2 separate regions of the Sus scrofa genome follow, and region 1 is linked to region 2. A link is a contact called in public HiChIP or PLAC-seq data. All regions are on one chromosome and are shown on one strand. Each heading gives the region's core, a stretch centred on a gene start, on an enhancer-like site or on the middle of the called end of the contact. The rest is flanking DNA. Distances are from core to core; before and after follow the strand shown. Region 1 holds the start of TUBB4A (tubulin beta-4A chain). Region 2 holds the start of ADGRE1 (adhesion G protein-coupled receptor E1).

Region 1 (6,387 bases), core at 2,185-4,684, 290 kb before region 2:
GGATAAAAGCCCAAGTCCTTCCTGTAGCCTAAAGGCCCTGCATGGCCTGTTTCTGTCCCTGTCCCCTCCCTGCCCTCCTCTCCTCCCTCTCTCCCCCTCACTCTGCTCCAGCCACATGGGCCTTCTTACTGTTCCTCCAACACACCAGGGCCTTCGCATAGGCTGTTCCCTCTGCCTGGAATGCTCTCCCCCCAGGTACTCCCAGGACTTCCTTCAGGTCTCTCTTCAGTGTCACCTCCTCTGAGAGATTAGGATTTAAACCAGATGGTCTGGCTCCTGAGTCCACACTTTTACCACCACCTTCCCTGGCTCACCTCCCAGAGGCCAAAGAACCTTATGGCCGGACTGGAGCTGCCTGAGAGTATCCTAGAACCACTCACATCCATTGGCCAACCTCATTTAGCCTCTCCATGGCCATTTCCTGATGACCTATTGTGTGCCACACCCACACAGAATCATCATCTTCCTGAATTTTTGCACAGACCAGAGAGGGAAATTCACTTGTCCAAGGTCACACAGCTTGTCCCACCAATCCGTGGACTCCAGATTAAACTATCATGCATTAAGGAGGAGAGGTGCTGGAAGAGGAGGAGCCTGGGACCTGAGGTCAGGTGGGGAGGGGGGTGCATTTAGCTTGACCTAAAGGTAGCTGGAAATGTTTCCTAGAGGATTGTTCATGGAGGGTGAATGCCCCTTGAATCTGAGGTCTCCAAAAGTGCTCATGGTCTTTATACATGCTGTTCCCTCTGTCTGGCACATCTTTCCTTGCTTCCTTGCACCTCAGTCAACCCAAGTCCTACTCACTTTGTAGGCTGCAGATATTAATAGTGGTAATGATAATACAAACCACAACAAAGCATCAACTGCTTCTCTTCCCCTCTGTGAACTAGCCACTGTTGTAAGTTGTTTTTTTTTTTTTTTTTGTCTTTTTGCTATTTCTTTGGGCTGCTCCTGTGGCATATGGAGGTTCCCAGGCTAGGGGTTGAAATGGAGCTGGAGCCGCCAGCCTACGCCAGAGCCACAGCAACTTGGGATCCGAGCCACGTCTGCAACCTACACCACAGCTCATGGCAACGCCGGATCGTTAACCCACTGAGCAAGGGCAGGGACCGAACCCGCAACCTCATGGTTCCTAGTGGGATTCGTTAACCACTGCGCCACAACGGGAACTCCCTGTTGTAAATTCTTTATATATATTAATGGCTTTAAGCCTCACAATCCTGAAAAGTCTTTGTATAATCCCTGTGTTAAAGACGAGGGAAAAAAAAAAAAAGACAAGGGAGTTCTTCGATGGCCTAGTGGTTAAGGATCCAGCATTGCCACAGCTGCGGCCGGAGAACTTCTGCATGCAGTGGGTGTGGCCAAGAAAACAAAACAAAAGATTGAGGCACAGAGAGATTGAGGAGACTGTCCAGAATCACCCAGCTGACTCAGTCAGTGGCTGAGCTTGACTTATTTATACTCTCTTGCACAAGGATATCAGGTTCAGGGGAATGGGGGTGGGGGCAGAGAGCTTTGTTCTTAGCTGTCTCTCTAGGAGATGTATAGGGCCTGGTATGCAGTAGGTGCTCAGTAAGTATCTGTCAACTGCATGAAGTGGCAGAGCTGGGATTTGTGGGCTGTGGTCTGGCTCAGGTCCATATTGTTAAATGAAAATGCCACCTCCTCTGGGAAGCCTTCCCTCCCTGGCGCCTCCCCTCTCCATTGTATAAGGTGCCTCCCACCTGGGCTCCCATGGTGGTCTGTGTGTCTGCCTTCCCTGCTGGGCTCCGGGTCCCTGTGGTCACCGTTGAGTCCAAATGCTAGGTGGAGAATTTTCTCCAAGCCATGTGCAAGTGAAAGGATCAATGCGGGCTCCTCTGCCTGTGTCCCAGGGCCGTGACTTACCAAACACAAAGTTGTCAGGTCGAAAGATCTGGCCAAAGGGACCTGAGCGGACGGAGTCCATGGTGCCCGGCTCCAGGTCCACCAGCACAGCTCTGGGGACATAATTTCCTCCTGCAGTGAAGCAGATGGAGAGAAGCTTGGTCAGCGCCAGGAACCAGCATCCTGTCCCTCCCCACCCCCACTCCTGCAGGTGCACCCCCACTCCTTACCTGTGGCCTCATTGTAGTAGACGTTGATCCTCTCCAACTGCAGGTCGCTGTCCCCGTGGTATGTGCCAGTGGGATCAATGCCATGCTCATCACTGATCACCTCCCAAAACTAGATGGGTGATGGTGGCAAGGACCAAGTAAGGGGAAACCGGTGGCCAGGTCTGCCCCCATCTCCATCGTCTGCTCTCAGGACCCGCAACCACTTTCTAGCTGTCTACCTGTCCCTCAGCAAGGTGAATGGGGACATAAGGCATAGTGGGGAGGCAAGGATGAGGCAGCAAGAAGGGAGAGGTGGGGGCAGGGTGAAGCAGAGTCACCACCCCAGCCTAGCGGGCTGGTGTCAGCACTCCCTGGCCGCTGCCTCGGGGAGGGGCGGGATCTCTTTGTGCGTGTGGAGGGCATGGGGGGCCAGCTGTGAAGCCAGCTGCGGCAAGCGGACCGAAGGCTAGGGCCCCACCCCCACCGGCCTCTTTGTTCCCAGCTTGGCCCTGCCCCCCGCGTCCCTCCCCCACCGTCCCTGGGGTGCTGGCCTCCTGGGTGACCGGTCCCCCCGCCCAAAGACCCGCGGCGGAGGAGCTCTGCGGAGCTCGGCAGACCGCACTCCACATTTCTCGGCATCGGCATCGTCCTCGGCCCGGGTCCCCTGCACACCTTGGCTCCGATCTGGTTGCCGCACTGGCCGGCTTGCAGGTGCACGATCTCTCGCATGATGGTGGCCCTGGCGGTGGTCGAGGCGGTGGTGGCGAGGGTTCTGGTAACTGCGGTGGCGGGGCTGAAGGTGGATGCGGCGGCGGTGGCGACGGCGAAGCTCGGTCCCTGCGCCCCCCCAGGCGCCTCTATATGAGCAGGCGGGGCTCGCGTCACGGCCGGTCACTGGCCCGCTCCGCCCCCTGGTCCCGCCCCGGGACCGAGGGTGCTGGAATGGATGGAGAGATCCTTCTCGATCCCCCTCCCCTGCCTCCTGGAGACCTCCCGGGCCCGGGGCTGAGACGCGAGGTGGCCCTGTGCGACCCCACCCCGGGCGGTGGGGGCGAAGCTCCTCAGACGCCGTCAGTACCATCTGCCTCCCCCACCCCTCTCCAAGCCGGGCCTGGCGATCCGGGTCTTGCGGGGATGGGTCGAGGGTGGAGAGGGAGAGCGAGCGTCCAGTAAACAAGCCGCGGGGAGATCCTGCTTCTCCCTCTTCCTCCAAGCGGCCCTGCCTCAGTTTCTCTGTCCCAGGCCTCCTTCCCCATTCCATTTAGTGCCTTCGCTTTAACTGGGAGGGCTCCTAGCCGGGCCGAGCTGGGCGCTCCGGAGTAGCCATCTGTTTGGGGAGGTTGGGGGCGGTCAGTTCCTGCCGGACTGATCTTGTAATTGTGTAGTAAGTAAAACCCCGATTTTCCTTCCATGTTTGACTAGGGAGACTTGCAGAAACTGATGGAGGTTTGGGGGAGGGTACTGTGCGCTCCCCCTGGACACCTCTCTTGGGCTTTGGATCTGTTGCACGTGGGGTCACCCTCAGCTTTGCCTGGGGTGGAACAGCAAAGATTAAGATTTACAGCTGGATTACCTATTGGGGGGAGGGTGTAAAGGATCCCTGGGGGACTTCCTTGCTCCCGCCCAGATTAAAACCTCTCTGCTCCATTGTTCTAATTCATTACAATGCATTGTTCTAATTCATTGCAAAATCCCTGCCTTTGCATTTCTAATTAGTCTCTGACCTTACACTGGCTACTTTGCCTCTCCGTAGCTGAATTTACTGCAAGATGGGGAGTCAAGAATGCCTGACCTCAAAAAAAAAAAAAAGAATGCCTGGCCCCCAGGTGGTTGGGAGGATCCAAGAGAGGGCCCAGTTCACAGCAGAATGGCCCCAGTTTCCCCTCAATAAATTGTAGCTATTAGTATTACAATGATTATGACTGTAATACTGGGCAAGACATCCTGTGCTGCCCCGAAAGTGAAGGTCAGACCTCTTGTGGCCACCTTCTTTTGGCAGCCTCCGCCTCAGGGGTCGAGGAAGCCTCCTCTTTATCCTCCATGGCTTCTGGCTACTGTGGGGTGGGGGTGGGGTTAGTCAGGTCTGCTGTATGGCTGGCACCTCACTTTCTTACCAGTGGTTTCTTTTTTTAAATGATTTTTATGTTTTCCATTATAGCTGGGTTACAGTGTTCTGGCAATTTTCTACCGTACAGCAAAGTGACCCAGTCACACATACATGTATACATTCTTTTTCTCACATTATCGTCCATCACACCCCATCATAAGTGACTAGATATAGTTCCCAGTGCTATACAGCAGGATCTCATTGCTTATCCATTCCAAAGGCAATAGTTTGCATCTGTTGCCAGTGGTTTTTAATTTTGTGGTTCTCAGCTGGGAGCAGTTCTGCCCCAGGGGGACACTTGACAGTGTCTGGAGGCAGGGTTGTTGTTTTTTTTTTCCCCCCAGCCACACCTTGCACATATAAAAGTCCCCTGGGTCAGGGATTAAACCCGTGCCACTGCAGTGACCCACCCCACAGTAGTGACAACACCAGATCCCTAGCCTGCTAGGTGGTCGGGGAACTCCCCGGAGACATTTTTTTTTTTAAAACTCAATGAATTTTATTACATTTATGCCTGGAAACATTTTAAAATGATCTTTATTTTTTCCATTATAGTTAGTTCACAGTGTTCTGTCAATTTTCTTCTGTACAGCAAGGTGACCCAGTCAAATATACATTCTTTTTCTCCCATTATCCTCCATCATGCTCCATCATAAGTGACTAGATATAGTTCCCAGTGCTATATAGCAGGATCTCATTGCTTATCCACTCCAAAGGCAATAGTTTGCTGGAGACATTTTTGATCATTACATCTTGGGGATGTTACTGGCATCCAGTGGGTGGAGCCTAGGGATATTGCTCAACATCCTGCAGTGCACAGGACTGTTTCTGCAGCAGAGAATTATCTGGCCCCAAAGATCATTGGCCGAAGCCACGGTAGAGAAACCTGATTTAGACTTATGAGGTTATCACCCAGTGCAAATGTTAAAATTGATCTCTGAGACACACAGTTCCTGGATTGCAGTAGGAGGTCCACTAACCCATGTTAACATCAAAACAAATTCAGAGACTCTGTATGGCATTTAAATTTTTTTTTAAATATCAAGAGTCATAAAAACACTTATGTTTTTATGGAAGGCCCTGCTGGGAGGGGCTGACTTAGGACTCAGCCCCAGAAAAATGGGGTTTCCTGTGTCACCTCCTAGGGTGATTTGGGGTGAGGGCTGAACTCCACAGAGGTGGGGCTTCTTGGATTAGCCCATCTGGGAAGGGATAGTTCCCTGGCAAGACGAGGCCCTGCAGGGGGTGGGTGACTCTGATCTTTCTCTGCATCGGGACAGCTCTTGGGCTTCCTGAGGATGCTCAGGGGAAGAATCCATAGAGGGGAAAGGGGGATGAAGTTGAGGAGCAGGGGACAGGCAGCCTTCTAGCACCTGGAGCTTCTGGGATCTGGCATTGCCAGAGAGGTAGAAAGCCTGCAGGGATGGAGTGGGAGGGGTTGGGGTGAGCTGACCTCACTGACACCCCTTGGCCACTCCCTCCCGTCTGGCCTCTCCTGGACTCCCGACCTGGCAGATGAGAAGTGCCAGGTGTACCCAATGGTTCCCAGGCAAGCAAACCATCGCTGGTACCCAGGTGTCTCATGCCATCTCTTACCACCCAGAAAGCCATCAAAGCTCCCTGCAAGAATCCAAAGATGGCATCGTAGGAGGCAGCCAGTGAACAGAGCTAGGGATAAGAGAAGGAGCTGGATGGTAGGTCATAGGAGCCAGATTTTCTTTTTTTTTTTTTTTTTTTTTTGTCTTTTGTCTTTTTTGTTGTTGTTGTTGTTGTTATTGTTGCTATTTCTTGGGCCGCTCCCACGGCATATGGAGGTTCCCAGGCTAGGGGCTGAATCGGAGCTGTAGCCACCGGCCTACGCCAGAGCCACAGCAACGCGGGATCCGAGCCGCGTCTGCAACCTACACCACAGCTCACGGCAACGCCGGATCGTTAACCCACTGAGCAAGGGCAGGGATCGAACCCGCAACCTCATGGTTCCTAGTCGGATTCGTTAACCACTGCGCCACGATGGGAACTCCAGGAGCCAGATTTTCTGTCCCTAGGAACTGGCCTGTACATAAAACTGGAAGGCAGGGACAGGGGTGGAGGTGGGGTTGGGTGGGCAGTGCCTTGAAACCCTGAGAATCCAGAGGGACTCAACCAGGGCTGGGCTTTTGTGCCTCCCTGCCTGTCTGAGCCTGCCAGTTTTGAATGGAAATGGAT
Region 2 (6,958 bases), core at 323-2,822:
TGCTTGGAGGCCAGGTCTTAAGTTAACACAAGCCTCAATCAGTGACCGACAGCATCTGGTGGATAAATACCCCAGCTCCCTCACCCGCCTCGTTTGGGATAAGTCTGAAGAGGGTGCTTTAGGCTGTCTCTTAGGTAGTTTGGGATTAACATATACACACAATTACATATAAACGAGAGAAACAACAAGGACCTACTACATAGCACAGATGTCCTCAACCTCTGTTTCAGTTTCAGTTTTTTACTGGGTAACTTACTGGATAACATTCATTGTGGGCTCTTTTCCTTCCTTCTCTCACTTCTCCCATCCTCAGCTGGAGCGTTTTTGGGGTCACCTCCCTGATGAACTGCTTTCACTAGACGCCTTGTCTCAGCCTCTGCATCTGGGAGACCCTAACTAAGATATTCCTAGGCCACCCTGTTTATGAGAAGTTGCATGTGTATGTGTGTCTTCGGTTGGGCTTGGGGAGGGGGGATGGAGTGGGAGTGTCACCGACAGTGATCAGATATTATGGGGAGCTGAAGGCAAACAAAATGGTGAAAGTTCTAGTCTTTGGGGTCAGAGGGTCCTGGATTCAAATCTCAAGTCCAGGTAGTCTTGGACAAGACACATCTTCTCTCCAAGCCTCAGTTTCCTTTTTTCTTTTTTGTTTCTAGCATCTTTATTTTTAACTTTTCTTTCTTTATTTTTTATTAGAGTGTAGTTGATTTACAGCGTTGTATCAATTTCTGCTGCACAGCATAGTGACCCAAACATACATGTATATACATTCTTTTTTTCATACTGTCTTCCGTCATGTTCTATTCCAAGAGACTGGACATATTTCCTTGTGCTGTGCAGCCAGGACCCCATTGCTTAGCTCATCCATTCTAAATGTAATAGTTGACAGGGAGCTTGGGGTTGGTAGTTGCAATTTCCATTCTATTGTATTTTTAAATGAGATAGGTAGGGGTAGGAATCCCTACTTGATGATGCTGACATGGCGATGAAATTAAATTTTCTTGGAAACATATTTAGCACAGTGCCTGGTACTTGAGGTTTATGGTGGTTATTGTACGGGGAAAACTGGGAAAGGACCCTTGAGTTTTGGTCTTGCTTCATTGGGGATAGATGGTGGAAGCTCATTTATTACTGGGTGCAATAAAATAAGATGATGAGAAATGGGAGATAGATGTTGGTGGGGAAAGAACAAAGTGGAAGGGGGAGATAAATGAGGAGTTTGGGATTAACATATACACACTACTGTATATAAAAGAGATAAACAACAAGGACCTACTATATAGCACAGTAAATTATACTCAGTATCTTATAATAACCTGTAATGGAAAGGCTGAAAAAGAATATATATGTGTATACATTGTAAATTAACTATGCTGCAATTAAAAAAAAAAAAAAAGAAAGAAAGAATCCAGCAGGAAGGAAAGAGAGAGAGAGAGAGGGAGATGGATCCACACACTGACCCACCAGCCAGACCAACCTCTCTACACTGTGGAGAAAGGAGAAAATTAGGGGTTTGCTACACTGTCCTTTCCGAGTGGTGGCAACTCAGCAAAAAGGGCTGTGATGCTCTGGTTGCATTGAGCAATGCTGGCTCTGCCCTTCCCCTCTCTCCACACCCTCTGTTATTAAAAACTCTGGGAACAGAGAAAAGATTCTCCTCTTCGAATGACAGAAACACAGCAAGATGTGGAGCTTCAGTTTCCTTCTCTTTTGGGGTGAGTATGAGGCTGACTAGGGAGTCCGGGGGAAGATTACACTGGATATAGGCTGCAGGGAAAAGGGAGGGCCTTGGGCTATCCAGCCAAGAGATCATAATTCTAGACTGGACACTGCAAACATCTTCATCAGGAAAGCTTTGATAAAAATCAGGGAATTCATCTGCCAAGAAAGAATTTCTTTATAGTCCTTCATTTGGCATGTATTTTCTGAGCACCCACCGTGTACCAGCTGCCGTTCTAGGCACTGAGGATAGAGCAGTGAACAGACAAAGTTCCTGCCCTGTGAGGCTGACTTACCAGCAGGAAGAGGTAGGCAGAAAGGAAGCCACTAACGGTAATAGCAACCACTCACTTAGCACTGTTCTAAGTTCCTCAAATAGAGAACATATTCAGTCTTCACTAAATTCCTCTGATATTGGGTCCTGAAACAGTCCCATTTTACAAAGGAGAAAAAAATGAGGTAAAAGAAATTGAATAACTTGCCCAAGACCACTTATGTAATAAGGGAGTAGAGCCAGGGTTTTAAAGCCAGCCTGGTTCCAGAGTCTGTATGTTTTATTCCTAAACTATGCTGCTCCGAAGAATATATAAAACGGGGCATTCCAGGGGTGATAAGAGCTATGAAAGAAGCTGTCGTATAGTGTGATCGGGGGTTATATAGAAGGAGGAAACCAGGGAAGGTATTTCTTTTCTTTCTTTCTTTCTTTCTTTTCTTTTTAGGGCTGCACCCACAGCTTATGGAAGTTCCCAGGCCAGAGGTTGAATCAGAGCAACAGCTGCTGGCCTACACCACAGCCACAGCAATGCAGGATCCAAGCTGCATCTGTGACCAACACTACAGCTCCCAGCAACGCTGGATCCTTAACCCACTGAGCGAGGCCAGGGATCAAACTCACGTCCTCATGTACACTAGTCAGATTCATTTCTGCTGCTCCAAGATGAGAACTCCTTTCCTGTTCTTTTATTTCTTTTTCTTCAGGTGTCAGTTTTTCTTGGTCTTGCTTTTTTCATGTCATTGTTCCCTTCATGGGTCTTGTGAGTTTTCATCATTGGTTCAAATCTAAGAATAGGAGACCTTTTCTAAGCAACAAGTGTGGGTTTCCTCAGCTGTTGTACAGTGGATTTGTTTCCCTTATTACACATAAGAGAAAACATAGGCACAAAGAAATTAAGTAACTTTCCCAAGGCCGCACAGTCTGTAATTGGTGAAGCTAGATTTTGACACCAAACATGTGATGTCAGAGTTGATATGCTTAAACATGATGCTCTGTTGCCTCTAAAATAACTAAAGAGCAAGAGAAATTTCAATTAGTGATACTGAGGGAAGTTGGAAGTTTAGGTTTGTGAGACTTGTTGAGTGGCAGGTTTCATTAGAAAGAGCAGGTGACTGTGGACCCCAAATCCTGAATTGTGGCCTTGTTTCTTTGGGGGTGTCAGCACTGGGATTAGCCATTAGCACTCTTTTTTTTTTGTCTTTTTACCATTTCTTGGGCTGCTCCCACGGCATATGGAGGTTCCCAGGACAGGGGTCAAATCGGAGCTGTAGCCACCGGCCTACGCCAGAGCCACAGCAATGTGGGATCTGAGCTGCATCTGCCACCTACACCACAGCTCACAGCAACGCGGATCCTTAACCCGCTGAGCAAGCCCAGGGATCGAACCTGCAATCTCATGGTTCCTAGTTAGATTCGTTAACCACTGCGCCACGGGAACTCCCTGCCATTAGCACTCTTTATTCTGCCCGCAAGAAACAAAGAGTGGTGGTGATGACACTGGTGATGGTGATGATGATGATGGGGATAATGATGATGGTGGTGGTGATGATGGTGATGCTGAAGATAATGATGAGGTTGATAGCAGTGATGATAATGATGGGGATGATGATGGTGGTGGTGAAGATGCTGGTGAGACTGGTGATGGTGATGCTGAAGATGATGGTGATGATGAGGGTGATGATGATGATGTAGTTGGAGAGGAACTAAATACGGGGGACTGGGCTGCCTTTTAGACATTAAAAAAAATGAATTGTCTTACTCTCCCCAAAAAAATTAATACTACAGGAGTTCCCATCGTGGCTCAGTGGTTAATGAACAAGACTAGCATCATGAACAAGACTAGCATCCATGAGGACGCGGGTTCGATCCCTGGCCTCGCTCAGTGGGTTAAGGGGCCGGCATTACCGTGAACTGTGGTGTAGGTCACAGTTGCAGCTCAGATCTGGTGTTGCTGTGGCTGTGGTGGAGGCCAGCAGCTGTAGCTGATTCAGCCCCTATCCTGGGAACCTCCAAATGCCGTGGGTGCGGCCCTAAATAGACAAAAGACCAAAAAAAATAATACTACAGATATAGTGTGTATTTATTTATATGGTATATGTATATCTATGTGTCTTGTATATAAAAGAGTACAATGTTTTTCATCTTTCCCCAAGAACCAAGTTTTGCCCTTTTTTTTTTCTCTTTTTTTTTGTCTTTTTGCCTTTTCTAGGGCCGATCCTGCCGCATATGGAGGTTCCCAGGCTAGGGGTCTAATCAGAGCTGTAGCCGCTGGCCTACGCCAGAGCCACAGCAACGCGGGATCCGAGCCATGTCTGTGACCTACACCAGAGCTCACGGCAACGCCAGATCGTTAACCCACTGAGCAAGGCCAGGGATCGAACCTGCAACCTCATGGATCCTAGTCCAATTCGTTAACCACTGCGCCATGACGGGAACTCCAGTTTTGCCCTTTTAGGAGAGATGTCGTTCCCTTTGAGGACGCATACTTAAATGCATATTTTTGAAAATCAGCTAGAACTCTTTGAAAAGAAAATGAAGATAATATAAACAGAATGAAAAACAGAAGTGACATGCAGAAAAGCAGGAATGGTTGTTGTGCAGATTATATTGAACAACGTATATCACTCAGCTGCAGCTTTCATCTAGGCTCCCCAAACCTGTTTCCATGAAGCCGTGCCAGAAGTAATTTTTCAGGTTGAATCTAAAGAGCTTCTTGATGTTTCATGGTGTTTTCCTTTTCTTTCCGACAGGGTGTTGTGGTTTCTACAGCTGGGTAATATTCACGTTATCTCCGTTGGAGTCAATGGCACAGTGTAAGTTGCACGAGGAAAATGCATATGCCCAATGTGGTGGGGAGGAGACTTGTGTCCCAGGAGGTTGAACCACAGCTGGCCACTTGCTAGGAGATGGTGGCCGAACAAGGGATAACATCAGGTCTCTTGGTTCCCACCCTGGCTCTTTCCCTTGTGCCTTCAATTAACATTTTATTTTTTAGCCACATGCATGGCATGCGGAAGTTCCTGGGTCAGGGTTTGAACTCCCCAACTGCAGCAGCAACCTGAGCCGCTGCAGTGACAGCACAGGATCCTTAATCCACTGCACCACAGGAGACCTTCAAAATTTGAAAAAACAAAACAAAACTGAAACACAAAAATAAGGATCGCCACTTGTTTTTCATTCATTTCTGGAGAAGCAAAGCCTGAGATGAGGATTTTATGTGACTCATTTGTTGAGGGAGGGCTCTCAGGAGACCCTTGCAGGGAGGGAAGCAGGATGGGGCAGGAGGAGGAAATGGCCACTCAGAAGGTGTTTCAGGAGATTTTCAGCCGCAGCCTGGTCCCAGGAGGAGCTCTGGAGTGTGAATTATACCACAGAGGTTCACCTGCTCGGAGGCTGTGCTGTTACATGCCTGGATGTGTCAGGCAGTGCTTCAAGGCTAGTGAGACAGCGGGGGATAGGATGCTAACCTGGCAAGGTGGATGCGGGTGGGGCCAAGAGTGGCTGATATTCCCCCCCTCTTTTAACCATTAAAAATTTTAAAAAAATTTTCATTTTTGGAGTTCCCGTCGTGGCGCAGTGGTTAACGAATCCGACTAGGAACCATGAGGTTGTGGGTTCGATCCCTGCCCTTGCCCAGTGGGTTAACGACCCAGCGTTGCCGTGAGCTGTGGTGTAGGCTGCAGACGCGGCTCGGATCTTGTGTTGCTGTGGCTCTGGCATAGGCCGGTGGCTACAGCTCTGATTTGACCCCTAGCCTGGTAACCTCCATATGCTGCTGGAGCAGCCCAAGAAATAGCAAAAAGACAAAAAAAATTTTTTTTTTTCATTTTTTTGGCTGTGGTGTGCAGCAGCTTGATGTGGGATTTCGGTTCCTAGATCAGGGATTGAACCTGGGCAGCAATGGAGAAAGTGCTGAGTCCTTACCACTAGACCACCAGGGAACTCCCAAACCCTTAAAAAAAATTATAGCTGATTTACAATGGTGTTTTAGTTTCTGGTGTATAGCAAAGTGAACACACACACACACATACATGTTTACTTTTAGATTATTTTCCATTATAAGTTATTACAAGATATTGAATATAGCTCCCCATGCTATATAGTAGGTCCTTGTGTATATGGCAGTGGGTATCTGCTAATCCCCAAATCCTAATTTATCTTTCCCCACCCCCTGCTATCCCCTTGGTTAACTGTAAATTTGTATGACTTACTTCACTTAGTATGATAATCTCTAGGTCCATCCATGTTGCTGTAGATGGCATGATTTCCTTCTTTTTTATGGCTGAATAATATTCCACTGTATGTATATACCACATCTTCTTTATCCATTCCTCTGCATATGGATGCATAGGTTGCTTCCACGTCTTGGCTACTGTGTGTAGGGCGGCAATGAACATTGGTATCCCATCCTTTCTTACCTGGCAAAGTGTGAAGAACTCGTGAGCTGATAGAGGTAAATCCCCAGAAAGAGACTGGGTTTTCCTCTTCACATCCCGTTCCCACTTTCATAACTCACCACTGTGATCACTGGTACCCAGGGAGACAGGGTACCTGGTTGTGAAAGGATGGCTTATGGCCAGATCTCAGAGGGATCTATAGGGACTTCCCATTGTGGCTCAGTGAGTTACGAACATGACATAGTGTCCATGAGAATGCAGGTTCAATCCCTGGCCTCCTTCAGTGGGTTAAGGATCTGTGGCGCAGATTACAGATGTGGCTCAGATCCTGTTTTGCTATGGCTGTGCTGTAGGCTGGAAGCTGCTGCTCAGATTTGACCCCTAGCCCGGGAGCTTCCATGGGCTGCGGGTGCAGCCATAAAAGAGAGGAAAGAAAAATCAAAGGGATCTGTAGACTTCTCTTTGCTTGCAGGTGAGTGGCCATGGCGATCGTGGTCAGATTTTGGTAAGAGACTTCCCCAGCTTGAAGGCAATTAGACCTTGGGGACATGCCTTCATCTCTTGGTTT

Evidence for each region. HiChIP or PLAC-seq counts read pairs in DNA pulled down with a chosen protein or histone mark.
Region 1: an H3K27ac HiChIP or PLAC-seq map of alveolar macrophages shows a contact between it and region 2. The contact joins the promoter of TUBB4A here to the promoter of ADGRE1 in region 2. A contact is called at or near these places in 3 of 5 promoter capture datasets (fetal liver and liver), 2 of 47 Hi-C or Micro-C datasets (blood and skeletal muscle) and 1 of 2 datasets of contacts at active chromatin or transcription factors (alveolar macrophages).

What each region holds. Positions count from the first base shown.
Region 1 is chr2:72,596,291-72,602,677 of Sscrofa11.1, reverse strand. It overlaps TUBB4A (tubulin beta-4A chain), which reads right to left and starts at 3,434. Exons shown (of 4, transcript XM_003480812.4): 1 at 2,748-3,434; 2 at 2,097-2,205; 3 at 1,888-1,998. The coding sequence starts at 2,804.
Region 2 is chr2:72,300,539-72,307,496 of Sscrofa11.1, reverse strand. It overlaps ADGRE1 (adhesion G protein-coupled receptor E1), which reads left to right and starts at 1,572. Exons shown (of 42, transcript XM_021083974.1): 1 at 1,572-1,715; 2 at 4,744-4,806. The coding sequence starts at 1,685.